3 separate regions of the Mus musculus genome follow, and regions 1 and 3 are each linked to region 2. The links are chromatin contacts, called in public HiChIP or PLAC-seq maps. All regions are on one chromosome and are shown on one strand. The core of a region is the stretch at or near the end of the contact, and the rest is flanking DNA. Distances in the headings are between cores, read along the strand shown. Region 1 overlaps Rragc (Ras-related GTP binding C). Region 2 overlaps Smap2 (small ArfGAP 2). Region 3 overlaps Heyl (hairy/enhancer-of-split related with YRPW motif-like).

Region 1 (2,967 bases), core at 325-2,824, 3.0 Mb after region 2:
CAATCAGCTGTGCATTTGGGCAAATAAAACTTTATTGAATTAAAAAAATAAAAGATTACACATAAAATATTTGACGAATACATCTGAGTTTCCGCAATAAGTCTCTCAAATATAGATTTACTACATGAACATTCCTTAAACTATGTAGAAATTTATAAAATACCAAAACCCAAAAGATTTTGTAGCCTAGACCAGAGGAAGAATGAAAACATTCTAGCAAATAGCCTCTTGCCTAGCCCTCAGCCTTCCGTGTGTCAAGACCAGAATACCCAGGGTGCTGTTAGCCTGTATTCTTTCTAATGCACCTCCCCTTCTCTGTCTGTCTGTCTGTCTGTGTGCCTGCTTTGTCAGTGCCCTCCTTCTGCTCCCTGTGAGTAGAGTACCTTACCTTGTCTTGTCTGTTTCTGTTTACTCTCGCTGATTACCCGCTGTCCTTTGTTGTACTACCTTCTGTAAGGAAAATAAGATGGCCTGTTGTTCCTCAGGAAACGTTTGTATTTTCTATTCTTAAAAGTTGACCAGTAGAACACATTCTTTTAAAAAAAGGAAAAGCTAATCAAAAGTTTTTAAGCTAGTTTCACATTTTTAAACGCTTATTTTGTCTATCCCCCATGGTGCTCATGTGAAGATCAGACAGTGTTCAGGAGTATGTTCTCGCCTTCTGCCTTGTTGAGACAGTCTCACTTGTTTCTTGTGTTCTCTGGACTCCAGGCTCACTGGCCCAGTTATGCTGAGCCCCTTTAGGGCGTGTTGCTTCCTGCTTTTGCTTGGATGTATTTTGACTAAAACTCAGATAAACATACTTGCTTTGGAAGTTTTTTTCAGTTTTTTGGTTTTTTTTTTGTTTTTGAGAGAGGTTTTCAAGTAGCACAGGCTAGCCTCAAAGTTGATATATGTAGTAGAGGATAACCTTGAATTTCTGATCCTCCTAAGCACTAGGATTACTGGTATCTGTTACCACAGTGGTTTTATATGGTCCTGGGGATGGAAGCCAGCTACATCCCCAATTCAGCACCTTAAAATCTTGCATAGAGAGTTTTGACCCAAAACAAAACAAAAAACCTAAGTCTACTTTTTAAAGTCATTAGTATATTTTCTTTCTTTATTAACCATTAAATCTGTCTTATTGCCATGCATGAATAGCTAACTAGATGTCTCTTGTTCTTTCTGTCCCTTGCAGTCTTGCATTTGCTAAAAGCAAGTGTTTACATAGCCGTGTCCCCAACCAAGAATGTGCTTTAACATTTTTTAAATTGAAAATATGTGTGTGTGTGTGTGTGTGTGTGTGTGTGTGTGTGTGTGTGCGCGCGCACGCGTGCGTGCAGGGGCTGTGCATACCATGGTATACATACGGAGGCCAAAGCACAAGTTCTTTTCACTTCTTGCTTTCACTTTTATGCAGGTTCTGGGGATTGAACTCAGGTCATCAAGCTTGCATGATGTAATGTTCTCATGTTAGTGTATGACTTGAGATCCTGTAGCTCAACACTAGAAACTGCAGCTGTTTACAGCTGCTGGCTGTGGGTCCAGCCATAGAGGTTCATGTTGCTGTGTTGCTTGTCAGCTGGTGCCTTCTCTCACTTCCTGTGTGGTACAGAATAGGATCTCCTTGACCTCTGGCTATCAGCTGACAGACAGCACAGAGCACTTGCATTTCCTCTTCTTCCATCAGGAGGAAGCTGCTTTCTTTATACTCTTAAAGCACATGGTTCACTCTTCCCAACTGCTGTGATATTGGAAACTGCTTGGAACTGAATTAAAACCCTAAGTTTGAGTCCATATCTTGCCAGGTATCCTTTTACTTTTTATAACCTGGAGTCTTAGGACTTTAACGTTGGTGTAATTCTCTTATTTGTATTTAGATTACTCTGTTCTGCTCCCTTGCCTTCACTCTTAACTCCCAAAGTTAAGTGCTTAAACAGGTTAATAGTAACGATTCTGGGTTGTTGTGGGATCAAATTAATATATGAAAAGGTAACCTGTAAAATTTAGAGCAATTTAAACAATAATCTGTCTGTCATGAAAATAATGCAGGAGGTAGTAAAGACAGGACAGGAGGAAACATTGTTTCCCACCAGATACCTGTTGTAGCCTTTCCTTTTCAGTATGGTTGCCTTTACTTTTTAAACAGTTTTTTTGAAATACTTTTTTCTCTATCTATGAAAGGCCAGGCTGTCCATTCTCATCCCTCAAACTCTTGAGTGCCTGTGTCTTTCACCCTCATTTGAAAGGCAGATACTTCTTGAAGATTTATTTTGTGTATTATGAGTATGTGTCTGTGTCTGCATGAGTTTTTATGTTCGTTGTGGTATGTAAGCCCTCGGAGGCCAGAGAGCATAGCAGATTGCTGAAACTGGGGTTACAGGGCTCTGAGCTGCCTTGATGTGTGTGTGTGCTGGGAACCAAGCGTGAGTCCTCTAGAGGAGCAGTAAGTGCTTGTTAGCCAGTGGGCCATCTTCTCAGCCCCCGAACACCTCTACTAAAGAGGCAGTTTTGGCAACTCTTAATGCCTAGCAGGTGCAGGCATATACATGCTATGGTACCACATGCGGAAGTTAGAGAACAGCTTATTAGGAGTCATTTCTGTTTCCACTTGTGGATCAATCAAACTCTAGTTGTTAGACTTGGCAGCAAACTCCTTGACCTTGTCATCACTCAAACTCTTTAAAAAGTTGTTGATTTTTAACATAATTCCTCCCTCTCTCTGGCTGGGGTTGATCTTTGATAGACTTATGTATTTTCTTGATTCCATTTCTTTGTTTGTTTGTTTAATTTGTAAGGAAACAACAAAAGGTGTCTGAGAAAATGCGTAATTGGTTTGGCATGTAGAATATACCCTGTAGTAGCTGGCTGAGGCTGTGGCAGGTCCTCGGGGGTCATGTACCTGGAGGGAAGTGGGGAGAGTAGGCCCTCAGAGCACAGTCTGGGCAGGTGAGTGGCCTGGCCAGCAGGGCATTCATTGCAGTG
Region 2 (3,005 bases), core at 270-2,769:
GCTGCGAAGTCACTGAATCTGCAAGAATATAAGAGCTGGAAAGCCCAGTTCTTACCAAGGCCCAACAAGTCCATGACAGGGGCTGCAGATTTCGGAGAGCTTTTCCGAGGTAGCTGTGCGTCTTCTTTTTTCTGTGGCTAAGATGAAAAAAATGTTATAAAAAAGAGCAAGCAGTTGTTTTTGACACACGCGTACCCCCATCACTGTGAAGCCACAGGTATTCTTGTGGTATGGCTGTTTGTCAAAGACAGTTACCAAAGAAACAAGGCTCAGGAAGTGCCAGGAAGCATGAGTGCATGAACGGAACTGGAAGTGAGAGAGAGCCCTGGTAAACAGTGCCCTGGTTGGCCTGTTTGGAGAGGCTTAGCCTCAGTATGTGGGAACACAAAGCCTTTTAGTTTATTCTAAAGATCACTTTAAAGAGTTCAGATCTACTCTGCCATAATCAAAATGGACTGATTCCACAGATGAGATTCATAGTGATAGGAAAGGGTTTTTCCTTAAGCAATAGTATAAAACTCTTGAGGATGAAGAGATGGCTCAATGGTTAAACACAGGCTGATCTTGAAGAGGACCCACGTTTACTTTCCAACACCCACATGTTGACTCTAGACTAGACTCTAGTGTCTAGGGGGACACAATACCTTCTTCTGGTCTCTGCAGGCACTAGGCACACATGTGGTGCACATATACACACACGCAGGTAAACATTCACATACATCAGACAAAGATAAACAAGCCTTTAGAAAAAAATTGAAAATCTTTTCTCTTATGATTATAAGCCCCTAGAGAATCTACTACACAGCCATAGTGTGTGCCAGGGGAAGAAGGGAGCATGACCTGACTTCTGCACTACTCCAAGGTGCAACAGGGAGATGAGGCAAGAAGTCTGACAAGGACTAACACAGAGGGAACGAACATCTGCTTCGAAGGTATCACATTGACCCTGCACACTGGCAGGGAGCAGGCATCATGCTCAGAAGGGAAAGAGAGTCCCTAAGCGTCCATCTGGCTTCCTGTCATAGAGAAGAGCTATAAGCTAGGTGTAGTGTGGCACCTTATTAACCTCAGTATGTGGGAAGGTCTCTGCGAGCTCAAGGCTAGCATGACCTATAGAATGAGTTCCAGGGCTACATAGTGAAATCCTCTCTCATTATAAAAAAAGAGGAAGAAAGAAAGAAAGAAAGAAAGAAAGAAAGAAAGAAAGAGAGAGAGAGAGAGAGAGAGAGAGAGAGAGAGAGAGAGAGAAGGAAGGAAGGAAGGAAGGAAGGAAAGAAAGAAAGAAAGAAAGAAAGAAAGAAAGAAAGAAAGAAAGAAAGAAAGAAAGAAAGAAAGGAAGGAAGAAAATTTTTAAAAAAAGGATAGAAGGAGAAGAGAGGAGAGATGGGGTAGGGAGGGAAAGAGAAGGGAGCAGGGGGTGCTAGATAATAAGAGAGCAAGAAAAGCTATAGAGCACATTAGACAGCAACTGGCAATGGGCAAGCAGCAGGTGCTCTATGGGCCTTTAGTCCCAGTGCAACAGTGCAGTATGGTTTCAAACCCGCGCACCGCTGAGCCTCCCGCCCGCCACTCTCCTCCTGCAGGTTCGTGTGTGGACATGGGACCACCCACATGGTGAGAAGCTCCCCACTTACCATTTTTACTTTCTCAAAAACAACAGGTTCCATCTTTTTCTCCGGAGCGGGTTCATTCCCTCGTTTCCACTTATCATCCTTCTCTTTCTAAAGTGATGTAACAGGACAATGATAGCTTAGCCTTAGCACAATTAGTGTTTCAGAGCTACAATCCAAATGCAGGCAGGGCATCAAAGTTCACTAAAGATTCTGATGCAGAAATGCAACCAATTTGGTGTGGGGTGTGAGTACTGATCTTCCTCATTAGCCTCCTTACTGAATGAGGCAGACCCCACATTTTAAGGACTCAACCCTTTTTGAAATCTGTAATACAGACAGACAATCTATGGAAGTTTAAAAGTTGCCACACATTTGTGCCCTTTATCTCCTATGTGTTATACATAACTATAAACAGCCAAAAAGGTCTCAAGAAATAAATACTAAAGGCAGGCAAGGTGGTAAATGCTTGTAATCTCATCATTTAGAACATTGTGGCAGGAGAATTTTGAGTTTGAGACCAGTCTAGGATATACAACAAAGATACTCAAAACAACAATCCCCATACAAGAAAATCTCTCTCAGTTTTTGTTGCTCTTTTGAACTCTGGTCCTCTGTAAATGCATCAAGTGCTCTTAACCACTGGGCCACGTCTCCAGCCTTTTCTTAACCGCTGGGCCACGTCTCCAGCCTTTTCACCTCTATTTTTAAAATTAGGAAACAAAGCTAGAGGCTGGGCATAGTGACACAAACTTGCCTGCACTTAAAAAGTTCACAGGCAGGCTGGAGAAATGGCTCAGAGGTTAAGAACACTGGCTGCTCATCCAGAGGGCCTGAGTTCAATTTCCAGCAACCACATGGTGGCTCACAACCATCTGTAATTGGGTCTGATTCCCTCTCCTGGTATATGTGAAGACAGATCACTCATATACATAAAAATAAGAAAATATACATTTAAAAAAGAAAGAAAGAAACAAACAAACAGAGAGAAAAAGGAAGGAAGAAAAAGACAGACAGACAGACAGAGAAAGAAAGAAAGAAAGAAAGAAAGAAAGAAAGAAAGAAAGAAAGAAAGAAAGAAAGAAAGGAAGAAAGAAAGGAAGAAAGAGAGAGAGAGATGGAAACAATCTGGCAGGGCTTGGTGGTATAGAATCCCAACACTCGGATATAAAGGCAGTGGATCTCCAGTTCAAGGACAACCTGGGCTACAGAGTCAGTTCCAGACCAGTCTGGGATATTTAGCAAGACCCTATCTCAAGCCTTCCAAAAGACTCTATAGTAAAAAGTCAAATGTACCACTAAGCTGTCCATCCCAGAAATGCTAACAAAAACCTTAAGTGACAACAGTCCTGCTAATGGAGGGGAAAGAAACTGTTTCATCTGCTCAGCAGGAGA
Region 3 (2,848 bases), core at 119-2,618, 2.3 Mb after region 2:
CTGGTGAATCAGAAGGCAGATTTCTGGGGTATCACCATTCTCTGTGACAGTAAAGATAAGAAAGGAAGTAAGAATTCCGACCACAAGCTCCGCTGTGTCCCATGCTTGTTGAAGACGTGAGCTATACTAGTGTGTGAAACAGACACACACTCCACACTCACGAGCCTGTTGGAGAGATGGATGTTAATCAAATAATCATGCAAGAGTAAAACAATAAGCCAACATAAATGTGGTGGATGCAGGAGCCTGGGAAAGGGAACATAATGGACTAATAATTGTAAAGAAAAGAGAAGGGCAGGGAGGCGCTCCTAAAGGAGGTGACATTGGGTGGCAATCTGGGGGACAGTTGAAGTTAAACTTGTGGTGAGGAGATGGGCTGAACCAGAGACTTCTAGAGCACAGAACACATATGAAAATGTAGGGCACTGGATGCTTTCACAGACTGGGGCTTGCAGAGCAAGAGACAGTCAGAACTAAGAGGTGACAGGAATCAGCTGGACTAACCGAAGGACGGATCTTAAAAGCACTGAGAAGCCACCAAGATTTAAGATGGACAAGATCAAGTTTGCATTTCAATGATCACTGGTAGTGGAAGTACAAAGGGTACAGGGGACCCAAGGAAAAGTTCTTCTTGTAAGCCTGCGAGTGAGAGACATAGAGGAGCTTGGAGATCAAGGAGAGAGATAAAACTATACAGATGTGGGACAGGCAGGTTTTAACCAGGAGGGTGAAGACAAGGGTTGAGCCAAAGAATGTTCCAGAGGACTAGAAGCTGGGGGAGGGGGGACCTTTGCTGGGATAAAACTTGGGTAGAACAAGGAGCAGGTGTTGAGCAAGGTCATGTTTGAGATGTTTGTTGGCATTCCAAAATGGCAGGAGAGGCACCTTGCCCAAAGTTGTGGAGCTGAGCATCAGTAGGGTTGGGTCCTCGATGCTCTCCAGTGAACCTCTGCCATCTGACAGGGCAGCTAGAGCAAAAGGCCATCCTGACTGGAAGCAGTTGGAGTGGTTATTCTGGTCAACATCTGGGCAGGAAACCCCTAGGTTAGAGTCTTTGTAATACAGCTGTTGGGGTTGGAGCAAACATCCATCATCCAGCCTGAGCTACAGGGGAAGGCACCGGCATGGGAGGGAGAGCGAGGATACCCGGACCCGTGCCTTCTGGGAGGCCAGAGCAATGTCCCCAAGCGTGCGAGAGGAGACTGTGACCCAGATGCCGCCTCCGCCTCGCCCCCGGCCGCGCCGCGTGGGAGGAGGCGGCAGCTGCGGGCCGGGCGGAGGGCGGGCGGCGGCGCTCCGGCCCGTGGGAAGCGGCGGCATCTGTGCTTTCCACGCTCCTTCTCAGCGGCTAGCTCTGAAATATAACCCGCCCGGCCCGGCCGGCCGCCGCTGGCCCGCGCCCTCAGTCAGCCCGCCCCCGGGATCGGGTTGCAGGACCCGAGAGGGAGCATCTTGGTTCGCGGTTCCCCGACGGCTTGCTGCCCACGGGGGCAGGGGCTAAGCGAGCAACTCGTGGCCACCAGGGGCTAACAGGCAGGAAGCTGGGAGAGCATGGAGGTCTTGGCCCTGAAGAAATGGGTCTCCGGGGAGAAAGGGAGAGCGGGCGAGCTCTCTCATGCATGTTCTGCGCCCCTTCCTGGCCTAGGAGACTGTGGCCACCTGGGAGCCCCGCCCTTACGCACCCCATTCCCCCACTCCCTCCGGGCCTGCTGCCAGCTGGGCCTCCCAGGTCAGCCTAGGCCAGGGAGATGATCCTTCAGCTCTGAGAAACTAGCCTTTCTCTTCCTCTGCAGCCAGATGGCCAGGCCGCTGACTACCCCCAGCCCTTCGCAGATGCAAGCCCGGAAGAAGCGCAGAGGGGTGAGTGTGCAACAGCCTTTGAGGTGCTTAACAGCCACTGAGACGCTCAAGCAGGGTTTGCAAATCAATCCCAGGAGACCGTGCCCAACATCCCAGCCGGCTGCACAGGTTCAAACCCAAGCTCTGCCAATTGGATTCCTGGAGGCTGGGCATGCCACCTCCCCTCCAGTCCCTTGCTTCTTCCTCTGAGTGACAGGTGGCACCTACCTCAAAAGACTAACTTGGTTGTTTTTTCAAATTCACTTTGTAGTTTAGGATGCTCTTGAACTCCTAATCCTGCTGGCTTGGCCTCCCAAGTGCTGACATCACAGGCCTGCATCATCGCTTGGTTTTTACAGTACTGAGGATTTAGTTAATTCAGGCCTCATATACACTAGACGCAAGCACAGTGGGAACTGAACTTCATCCCCAACTGCCAAAGGGCTATTCTTAAGACAGAGTACATCACCATAAACTCTGAGCGCCATCCATTAATACTTTTATTATAGTCTGCCCTCTGCCCAGTTTTCCTCTGAACCCATAACTTTCTTTCGTGTGTTAAGCCAGGAGGTGTGCAGAGGGCAGCTCACTGCTAGCCGCTCTCCGTCTTAATCCGCCTCACCTTTTCTTGAGCATCCAGAGGCCTAGGATCCAGCCAGAGCCAGCCAGTCACTCATTTACTCACTCCCCAGAAGACATGGTCAAACCGTCTTTCCCAGCTTCATATTCTGTCTCGAAAAAGTGAAGGATTATAATTCCTGCCCAGCTCCGAGGATTCTGTTGCCAGAATTGCAGGGGAAACAGATAGTGTGCATGAAGGCCTCTGTGGCTGAAGAGAGCAAAACTCAGAATTCTGGTGTTGTCATGACCCAGTAACTGGCCTAGCAGAGTCCCCCAGGTCTACACCACTGCTAAGGCTGCATATCCCTGTCCTGATGGGCAGTAAATATTGTCCCTATAGACTAGTACAAGAGGCCTGAGTGCTAGTCCCAGCTCTAAGTTTATACTG

Evidence for each region. HiChIP or PLAC-seq counts read pairs in DNA pulled down with a chosen protein or histone mark.
Region 1: a contact with region 2 is called in an H3K27ac HiChIP or PLAC-seq map of large pre-B cells, with 4 times the contacts expected there. The contact joins two enhancer-like sites. A contact is called at or near these places in 2 of 39 promoter capture datasets (both in liver) and 1 of 115 datasets of contacts at active chromatin or transcription factors (large pre-B cells).
Region 3: a contact with region 2 is called in an H3K27ac HiChIP or PLAC-seq map of large pre-B cells, with 8 times the contacts expected there. The contact joins two enhancer-like sites. A contact is called at or near these places in 4 of 39 promoter capture datasets (the 3T3-L1 cell line, hippocampal neurons, liver and 1 more) and 1 of 115 datasets of contacts at active chromatin or transcription factors (large pre-B cells).

Annotation. Positions count from the first base shown.
Region 1 is chr4:123,926,592-123,929,558 of GRCm38.p6, forward strand. The region is part of intron 5 of Rragc (Ras-related GTP binding C); the gene reads left to right. Among named protein-coding and RNA genes, the nearest start is that of Rragc, 11 kb to the left of the region's middle. Within about 2 kb of position 1,575, at least 88 of the 459 cell types and tissues checked have an H3K27ac peak or open chromatin away from gene starts, as enhancers often do.
Region 2 is chr4:120,975,317-120,978,321 of GRCm38.p6, forward strand. Smap2 (small ArfGAP 2) reads right to left here. Exons shown (of 10, transcript NM_133716.3): 5 at 1,635-1,721; 6 at 56-137. Among named protein-coding and RNA genes, the nearest start is that of Mir7015, 3.5 kb to the left of the region's middle. Within about 2 kb of position 1,520, at least 10 of the 459 cell types and tissues checked have an H3K27ac peak or open chromatin away from gene starts, as enhancers often do.
Region 3 is chr4:123,238,338-123,241,185 of GRCm38.p6, forward strand. It overlaps Heyl (hairy/enhancer-of-split related with YRPW motif-like), which reads left to right. Exons shown (of 5, transcript NM_013905.3): 2 at 1,794-1,860. Among named protein-coding and RNA genes, the nearest start is that of Heyl, 6.2 kb to the left of the region's middle. Within about 2 kb of position 1,369, at least 96 of the 459 cell types and tissues checked have an H3K27ac peak or open chromatin away from gene starts, as enhancers often do.